2 separate regions of the Sus scrofa genome follow, and region 2 is linked to region 1. The links are chromatin contacts, called in public HiChIP or PLAC-seq maps. All regions are on one chromosome and are shown on one strand. Each heading gives the region's core, a stretch centred on a gene start, on an enhancer-like site or on the middle of the called end of the contact. The rest is flanking DNA. Distances are from core to core; before and after follow the strand shown. Region 1 has its middle 78 kb from the start of FANCB. Region 2 overlaps LOC110257731 (a long non-coding RNA gene).

Evidence for each region. HiChIP or PLAC-seq counts read pairs in DNA pulled down with a chosen protein or histone mark.
Region 2: a contact with region 1 is called in an H3K27ac HiChIP or PLAC-seq map of alveolar macrophages. The contact joins two enhancer-like sites. A contact is called at or near these places in 1 of 47 Hi-C or Micro-C datasets (embryonic fibroblasts) and 1 of 2 datasets of contacts at active chromatin or transcription factors (alveolar macrophages).

Annotation. Positions count from the first base shown.
Region 1 is chrX:11,328,669-11,333,515 of Sscrofa11.1, forward strand. No RefSeq gene overlaps it. Among named protein-coding and RNA genes, the nearest start is that of FANCB, 78 kb to the right of the region's middle. Within about 2 kb of position 2,388, at least 1 of the 83 cell types and tissues checked has an H3K27ac peak or open chromatin away from gene starts, as enhancers often do. A contact at or near this core is called in alveolar macrophages, where this site is marked.
Region 2 is chrX:11,791,274-11,796,120 of Sscrofa11.1, forward strand. All of the region lies in intron 1 of LOC110257731 (a long non-coding RNA gene), which reads right to left. Among named protein-coding and RNA genes, the nearest start is that of ASB9, 34 kb to the right of the region's middle. Within about 2 kb of position 1,853, at least 2 of the 83 cell types and tissues checked have an H3K27ac peak or open chromatin away from gene starts, as enhancers often do. A contact at or near this core is called in alveolar macrophages, where this site is marked.

The DNA.
Region 1 (4,847 bases), core at 1,138-3,637:
TTCTCATGTGTCACACAACATTTTGATTTTGATTTTTCTCAATCATTTGAAAATATGAAAATCATTCTCTGTTCATGAGTGGGCTGTATAAACATAGGTAGTGGGGTGGGGTCTGGTTCAAGAACCCAGTGTCCCAGTTTTGGGTTCCCTCCAAACAGAGGCAAGGGCTTGGGGGTGCAGGGGGTTTATTCCTAGGAAGCAAGAATGAAGGAGCATGGAGTTCCCGTCGTGGTGCAGCGGTTGATGAATCCGACTAGGAACCATGAGGTTGCGGGTTCGGTCCCTGCCCTTGCTCAGTGGGTTAATGATCCAGTGTTGCCGTGAGCTGTGATGTAGGTCACAGACGCGGCTCAGATCCCGAGTAGCTGTGGCTCTGGTGTAGGCTCGGATCCTGTGTTGCTGTGGCTCTGGCGTAGGCTGGCAGCTACAACTCTGATTAGACCCCTAGCCTGGGAACCTCCATATGCCGTGGGAGCGGCCCAAGAAATGGCAAAAAGACAAAAAAAAAAAAAAAAAAAAAAAGAAGGAACATGGAGAGAGAGAGACTGACTGGAATAGAAAAAACCTTTAACAAAGGATATGGACCTGTATCCATTATTGAGAGCAGCTGGGGTCTATCGCACTGGGGACCCTCCGAGACACTGGTAGAATGTGCCTCAGACAGGACCCTCTGAAGGATGGGAGGCTGCTCCTGATGGCAGTGGCCAACTTAAAGCGTGGAGAACAAAAACCTCATATACCTGAGCTTTCACCTCCAGGCATAGATTAAAATCAAAGATTTTCTATAACATGCTTAAAACAGTGTCTCTCTTAGAGCAGTAAAAGTAAAATATCCCCAAATCTAACTCAGACTTTGAGTCTGATCAAATCCAAGTTTGCTTTTGCTGAATTATAGTGTCAGTTGGATTCACAGCCTTGCCACATTTTTGATGTAAGTGAAGGCAGGGACCTAGAAAAAGTGCAATTCCAGCAATTTGACTGGAAACATCTGGAACACTTTGAGGAGTACCCTCAACCCCCAACCCTCCCATGAAGTGCTTTCTACTGGGCCGCCTGTATCTGCAGAGCAGTTCCTCTCCCCTTGCTTAGAGAAACTCTTATTTCCTGGCCTGTGCTCTCATGGAACAAAATTAATATTTTGTAGCCCACCAGTCACTGTCACTCCGTCAGTAACCACAGTCATACTCCAGTGTACATTGGGGGAAAAGCTGAGGGTGGAACCAAACTAGGGAAGGGAGACCCTGAGGAATTTATTAAATTATAAGAGCAAAAAGCAGGGGGATATTTGTGAGAAGAGATTTTGACCCGAAAGGGAAGAGTATAAAAGGCTCAATATCCAAAATATACAAACAGCTCATACAACTCAATAGCAAAAAGACAGCCCAATCAAAAAATGGGCAGAAGACCTGAATAGACATTTCTTCAAAGAAGACAAAAAATGGCTAACAGGCACATGAAAAGATGTTCAACGTCACTAATTGTTAGAGAAATGCAAATGAAAACTGCAATGAGGTATCACCTCACACTGGTCAGAATGGCCATCATTAATAAGTCTACAAATAACAAAAGATGGAGAGGTTGTGGAGAAAAGGGAACCCTCCTACAATGTTGGTGGGAATGTAAACTGGTGCAGCCACTACAGAGAATGGTGTGGACGGTCCTTAAAAAAACTAAATATAGAACTACCATATGATCCAGCAATCCCCATCCTGGGCATTTATCCAGAAAGGATGAAAGCTCTGATTCAAAAAGATACATGCATCCTCATGTTCACTGTAGCACTGTTTACAATAGCCAAGACACAGAAGCAACCTTGTCATCAGTTGCCAAGAATGGAATCTGACAAGCCAAAGAACCTCTCCAAAAGGAAACAAACTATTTTTAAACTCCTATTGGTGCTAATGCCTGTTTCACCTAGTCTCTCTTTGGCCTTTGTGGCAAGGGAAGGGAGCTGAGGAAAAGTGTACCTTGAATGAGTCTTTCCATGTCCCTGATAAGAAAGTGAGGAGAGGTTACAGTCCCCGGGTGGCATAAGCAGGTTAAAGATCTGGCACTGTCACTGCTGCGGCTCTGGTTACCGCTGCGGCACGGGTTCAATTCAGGCCCGGGAATTTTGGCAGGCCCTGCACGTGGGGCAAAAAAAAAAAGAGAGAGAGAAAGTGAGAAGAGAAAGAGCCTTGTAATAAGTAGGCAGGAAGCAGACTGGGTAAAATTGTCCAAGAAGCAGAGAAGCAGCAACATAATCTCTTATGGGTTCTCTAGTGGTATCGAGAAGTTCATTACTGGGAGTTCCCATCATGACACAGCAGAAACGAATCCGACTAGTAGCCATGAGGAGGCACATTTGATGCCTGGCCTCGCTCGGTGAGTCGTGGATCCAGTTTCGCCATGAGCTGTGGTGCAGGCTGGCAGCTGTAGCTGTGATTCGACCCCTAGCCTGGGAACCTCCATATGCTGCATGTGCAGCCCTAAAAAAAGAAGGAAGTTCATTACCACCTAAGAACACCATGAGATAGCCATACCCTGGCTGCCACCTCCTTAGTACCAACTTCTCCAGGTTTGTGATGCCAGAAGGATTTGTCCAGAATCCAATGATAATATATTTGATAGATCATGGATTTAGAGCCCAATGACTTGAATGGTGTGAAATGTCAGCATGCAAAATATTTGAATGAAGAAAATGGGTCAAAGGCAAAATGAGGACTGTGACTCCAAGGAGAGGTAACTTTTATATGGACTCTGTAACTACCTGGTGAACTTCTTGGTAGAACATGCCTCACCCAGGCTGGGAGATCCATTAGGGGGAGTTAGAGAAGTAAATGCCAGGAAGTGAGAGGAAAGAAAACCTCCATTTTTCTCAGCATTTAAAGCATTATCTCTGGGGACTCAGTGTCTGCTTTTCTCATGAAAAGTCATTTAAAACTTCTATGATGTACATCCATGTTCCTAGAAGCATTACTCACAATAGCTAAAATGTGGAACCAACCCATGTGTCCATCAAAAAATGAATGGATAAACACACAATGGAATATTATTCAGCCTTAAAAAGGAAGGAAGTTCTGTAATATGTCACAATATGGATGAACCTTGAGGATATTATGCTGAAAGAAATAAGCCAGTCACAAAAATACAAATACTGTATGATTCCATTTATATGAGGTACCTACAGCAGGCAAAACCGTAAAGATAGAAAATATAATGGTGATTGCCAAGAGGTGGGGGCAGGCGGGGAGAAAGGGGGTTATTGTCTAATGGGTATAGAGGTTCAGTTTTACAAGATGAAAAGAGTTACAGGGATGGATGGCGGTGGTGGTTGCACAACAATGTGAATGTATTTAATACCTCTGAACTGGGCACTTAAAAATGTTAAGATGGTAAATTTTATGTTATATGAATATGTTACGTGCTACATGTTACATGTTTTTTTAAAAATTTAAGCATATACAAAACAAAATAAAGAAAAAGAAGCAAAGAAACTTAAATCGATAAATTAAAAATAAATTTGTTCCTTTTAAAGTTTTTTTAATATACCCATCAGAATAAATAACAGAAAGGAAATATAAATGAAATAGCTGAGATTTTAAATGAGGAAATTGAGAATAAGATAGAAGAAAACCAAAAGACAAAGCAAAAATAATAATACTAATTAAAAACCCAATTTAAAGGAAATGGAAAATTAACATAAGAGTAAAAACTGAGATCCAGTGAGAAAAGCAACTGAAACTGAAGTTGAAGGTGGTATGGCTAAAATAAACCTTAAAACTTTTTGGCTAAAAGGTGAGGTTAAGAATTAGCAGAAAAGGAAAATCTGCCTAGCCTGTGTCACAGGTGAAGTTCTAGGTGAAGTTGTGGGCCTGGAGCTTCATTGGGCTAAAGTAGCGGGAATATACTCCATGTGGACTGAGATTGTAGGAAGCTGGTGTCATGGTCCAGGCAAGAAAACAGATACCATGCCAGGTACTGCAAATGAAAAGATTTAATGTAGAGAACTGACTGAACTGCTGTCAGAGAAACAGTAAGACAAAAAGAGAAAACTAAAGCAGCAACCTGTCCCCATATAAAAGGTAAGAGTCACCAGAACTTAAAGTTTGGAGGAAGAGCCCATGGAATTGGAGCCCAGACCCGGGGGCATGGGTGTAAAGGGTGAGTACTGCCCTGCTATCTCTGAGGGGTAAAATGGGCTAGTTCTGGGAGTGTGGCAAATATTGAAACCGACTGCCACTGTTGGAGTGAAGAACCACTGCTGTGGTGACACTAACTGACAAGGAATGAAAGTGGACTAGAAGGAACAGATCCCTTTTCCTCCCAACTTTGAAGGGTCTCTTTAGTGCCCTCTACTGGCAGAGCCTAATAGGGCATCGGATGGCAAAGATTTGCCAAGTTCCAACTCCAGCATGATGAAACACAATGCTGTCCAGTCTGATTGTCACTAGCCACAAGCAGCTTTTTAAGTTTCGACTGATACACATGAAAATTAATTAAAATTAAAAATTCAGTTCCTCAGTTACACTAGCTATATTTGGAGGGCCCAAAACATGTGGCTAGTGGCTACCATGTTGGAGAGCATAATTGTAAGGGATGATGAGGCCCTAAATCACATAAGAAGGAACACAATTCATCTTGGGAAGTTTCACTTTCTATGTTGTATCTGCAGACCCAGAGAAATCATCCATACCCTAGCAAAGGCAATCTTTCTTCAAACAAATAATGGTATTACGCCATTGAAAAAGGACTTTTCTTCAATATGAACATGGTAGTGGTGGTGGCAACATTTTATTGAGCATTTACATTTAGAGCCAGGACCTGTGTAAAGTATTTTGGTTTCAGTATTTCATTTAATACCACAA
Region 2 (4,847 bases), core at 603-3,102, 460 kb after region 1:
GACCAAGGGTACAAAGGATGACTGCCCTGAGGAACACATCTTAATCTGAGACAAGGCAATGGACCCCCTTATGACCAAGAACTTAGCACTCAGACTGCTTTAGTAATTATTCAGTTCTAAGGAATAGAATCTGCTCAAGCTAGTCTAAGTAAAAGGGCAAAGATCTCGTGGAAGAAGCTGTACAGAATTCAGTTTCCAGGAAGAGCAGGAATCAAAAAAGCTAATTTCAAGAAGGTTAACAACAGGCATACATGAATACCTCCTCTGGTGCCCCACCATTTACTTGACTCAGTTGACCATTCTCTGAGTCTTTTTATTGCTTGAATGAAATTTTCCAGAGAAGGAATATGAGTGGTCACTGTCTCATTATACTGGGCAAAGTCATGTAAGCCAGCTTCCCATTCTTAAGGTTAGTAACAATGAACAAGGTAAACTAGAATAGGAAATCCTTGGTGGAAGACTGATCCAGTAGGATCTTTACTCAGTACTTTAACAAACCATAGGGTAGTGCTATGGCCCACAGTTTATGTTTGAATAAATGGCCACCTGGCCTTGGCACAGGAAATTTACCTCTGTACATTTCATACGCTAAAATCATGTACACCGGCTATATTTTATGGATATATTTTATGGAAAAATATATCCATGCGCAAAGTTAAAGCAGCCAGCCAATCTGCCATTGCAGCCATCCAATAGGTTGATTCATTATTTAAAAAAAAAAAACCTATTAGAGTCAAAATGGTTGATCTGGTGACCTAGAGCAGATCTAGCCTGTAAGGAACAAAGAGATTTGACATGTTATTGTGATATTAATTGTGCTTATTTTCACTATGAGGTTAATATTCTTCATTGCTAATTCTAGTTCAGTGATCAGCAAACTTTTTTTTTCTATAAAGGACCAGATATCAAGTAATTTAGGCTTTGCAGGCTTTATGGCCTCTGTCATAACTATTCAACTTTGACATAGCACAAAAGCAGATGTAGAGAATATGTAAGTGAATGGACATGGCTGTGCTCCAATAAAACTTTACAAAAATAGGAGGCAAGATTAATAAAACAAAAAAATAGAAGCAAGATGGATTGGGTCTGGCAGTCACTCTTTACAAACCTCTGTTCCCGATCATTTCTCTTCTCCCTCAAATCTATGTCTTTTTTAATGTATACAATCTGAGGATTCAACCCACCACCTCTCCTTGTTATGGTCATCAACAAATGTCTGGTTTTTAGACCTAGCTGTCTTCCCCTTAATCTTTTATGCTTGTCATTGTTCTTGATGATTTTTCAACTCACGGAGAAGATAGTTCATTTCACATTCTCACTTCTCTGTCTCCTGCAGCCTTCACTTCCAATGATCGTCTCCTTAATCCACCCACTTTGACCCAGGGTCTATCATCTCCAGTAACAAAACTACACCCCAAATCTTGATTCTGAGCCTCTTACCAACCATCAATCCCCCTTGATCTAACCCATGTACTCTTGACTCCAATTCCAACAGCTCTTTGATTCACTGAGGTCATTGGGACTTCCAGTCCATTGGCCCTACCAATTTTTTTAACTATCCACAAGCCCTGTCCTCCCATGTCCTCCTATCCTTCCTTGCCCAGTTTAGACATACCCTTGAGTACTCCTCCAACTCCCTTGGCTCTCTTTCGCAGCTCTGCACCCATGTCACAGCTGCACCTGCACACTGAGTGTGGCTGGAGAAGAAACACGATCATGAGAACAGATCTCTTGTGAATACACTGCATAGCTAACAATCCTACCATGGTTCTCTCATAGAATTCAATTTCCTACTCTAGGCAATAAGCATTTTCCATCCTTTCCATCTAACTTCATACTCACTCTTCCTGTTTCATTGGAAAATAGGAACTACTCAAGCCTGGACTTCCCCAGACTCACAAACATGTATGAGGTGAGGTTGGAAGCAGGGATTCCTAAGGGCAGGCACATTTTGAGTGACATGCCCACCTTCCTGGTTTGGATTTCTGAAACTCACTGAGGGGATCAGGCTAGGCTTTCCAAGAGCTGGAAGGGAGAGAACACTTGGGAGACCTAAGGTGGAACTTGCTGACATGGAGACATTAATTCCCTAAGACCAAAAGGGGATGTGGTGTTTGGGTGGCTGCCATAAGCATGTGCTCCTGACCTCTTCCCACACAACAGCTTGAAGAAGTGGTGCAGCATTAAGAGAGAACTGCTACCAGGTCTCTCTAAGGAGGCTGGGTTCCAAGCACTAGGGCGCCCAGCCTCTGTCTGAGCATTAGGTCACATGGTTGCCACAGAGCCTCCTGCGTCCAAGGAACCCCGTGAGCCAGGACAACAACTCTCATCTGTGGGCACCTAGACCTAAGACTGGGAGCCCCTCCTTGCATGTTCTGGGCAACATAAGACCCTTGAGATCTCTGCTTAACCCTCCAGTGGGATCCATATTATGACTGAGGCTGAATTTCCAGCCAGGCTTATAGTGGTGTGGGACCAATTAAATTCACTTGAGAACTAAAAGACACAGGACGTTTCTTATATCCTATGTAGAAGAGTACAATGCAGACCCACTACATTTGGTTCTGTACAATGAAACTCAGAGGAAGGAATTTCTGGAGGCTTTCTGAAGTGCACTCATAAGGCAAATGCACAACAGGTGAATTGAACAAAAAGCCAGATCTACCATCCCCAATTTCCATGGTCCTAGTCCAGTGTTTACAACATAAAAACTTCGGTGTCCAACAGAGTTATCATATAAATCCATGATGCGTAAACACCTAAAACATCACATTAAAATTCCCACATAGGCCAGTTTGAAAAAAAAAAAAAAAAAAGCTTTTCAAAAGGGCAAAGTTGAAAAATCTCATATCATCAGGAGGGAGCAAAGAGGCCCTGAGTGGGAAGAAAAGTGAGTGGAAATCAATTTTATTTGCTTCAGCCTCACAATGGATTTTGTAAAGCAAAGGATAGAAAATCAATCTTGTCAAATCAGTGAGAATTTATACACTTGAAGGGGATGAAAATGTCTTGGAGGGCGTGTCAGGTGTACAATGTTCTCCTCCAGCCCATCATGAAGGATACACCGTGAAGGGTGGGCCCTTTTCTACACTGAGGAGACCGGTGCCAAGAATGTTCAAAAATTTCCTCATCAAGAGGAGTCCACGGTGGAAGCCAAACCTGCAGGGTGGAGTTGGAGAAAGACACAGGAAGACCCGGGAGCGCCTGTGCCTGACTCAGCAGAACCAACCTCCACATTACATCTACCAGAAGGCCCCCTTATCATGCCTCTGCTGGTGCATTCCTCTGATATTTGGGGGCTGCCAGGCCATCTGTTCTGACAGACCTCCTGTGGCCGTAGTGTAATCCATGCTTTGGTGAGTGGGGGCTGGTCATTCCCAATGACATCACCAAGGAATCGGATCAGGAACCCGAGTATGGAAAGCAGACCTGGAGTTTCTGGGCTTCGCTCTCCTGGGCATGGAGGAGACGTCACAGGTCAGGGCTGAAGGGAAGTCAAGAGAGGTAAAGCCCCATGTCCCCTGCCTGAGGGAAGCTGGTCAGGGGCTAGGCCAAGAGGTGGGCCAGTAGCAAACTTAGCTTCATTTTATAAGCATGTTATTTGGTTTCCCCTTTAATTTGTATCAACTTTAGTGAAGTCTCCTGTAAAACATCTGCCTAGTTGAAACTGACCTTCCTTGCCTTGGTCCCATTCAAACCTCCATAATGAGCCTGGGTGGCTTAAACACAAGTATTTATTCCTTACAGTTCTGGAGGCTGGGAAGACTAAGATCAAGGTGCCGGTAGATACGGTGTCTGGCAGGGACTGGCTTTCTGGTTCATGGATGGCCATATTCTCTCTGTGCCCTTGCATGATGGAAGTGGGGAGGGAGCTCTCTAAGGCCTCTTTTATAAGGGCACTAATCCCATTCATGAGGGCCCCCCTTTTATGACCTAATGACGTCCGAAAGACCCTTCTAATACCATCACTCTGGGTGGGGGAGGGTTAGGATTTCAACACATTAATTTTGAGGAGACACACACTTTCATCCCACAACATACCTAGATTTACAGAAGAGTCATGAAGGCCATCACAAAAGAGAACAGCACTCCCCTATCTCATCTGCAGGCAGGTGTGCTAGTGACCTTGTACTTAGCAGGTTCCCAAAGAATGGAGGCAAGGCCAAGAAATCCAATTTCGGCCCCACTTACCCCTTCATTCATCATTGCTAAACTTGTTGATCTAGACTTAATGCGATTAAAGTTAAGTATGTGGTCCATGACAGGCCTGTGTGGCCTGGGGGAAGTTATTTGACCTCTCTCTGTGGCTGCTTCCTTAGCTGTAAAATGTCTATCATGACACATCTATATCATAGGATTATTTTCAGTATTATATGAGTTGATGTTTGTGAAATTCTCAGAGCCATGCCTGACAGAGTTAAGCACTATATACATGTTTGATTATATAACAAAACTAACCATTATTATGTTATTATATATCAGATTTCATATTAATTAACACAATATTGATGGTTATTAACCACATATGGTAAGCAGAATTCTAAGATGTCCTCAAGATACGTGGGCCCCTGGTATACACACCCCTTCTGCCAGTTATTCAATTAAACACTAATCTAGGTGCTCATTTGAAGAGATTTTGCAGATGTAATTAAGATCCCAAATCAGGAGATGATCCAGGTTGTCCTGATAATCAGGTGGGCCCTTTAGAAGCAGAGGGTTTCCTCCACTGGTAGCAGTGCAGAGGTAGATGCAAGAGATGAACTCCACCTGGCCTAAAGAAAGCCAGCCTCCGGGCTGGGAACTTCCTGTGGAAGGTGTCCTGTGGCAGGGAACTGTGGGTGGTCTCT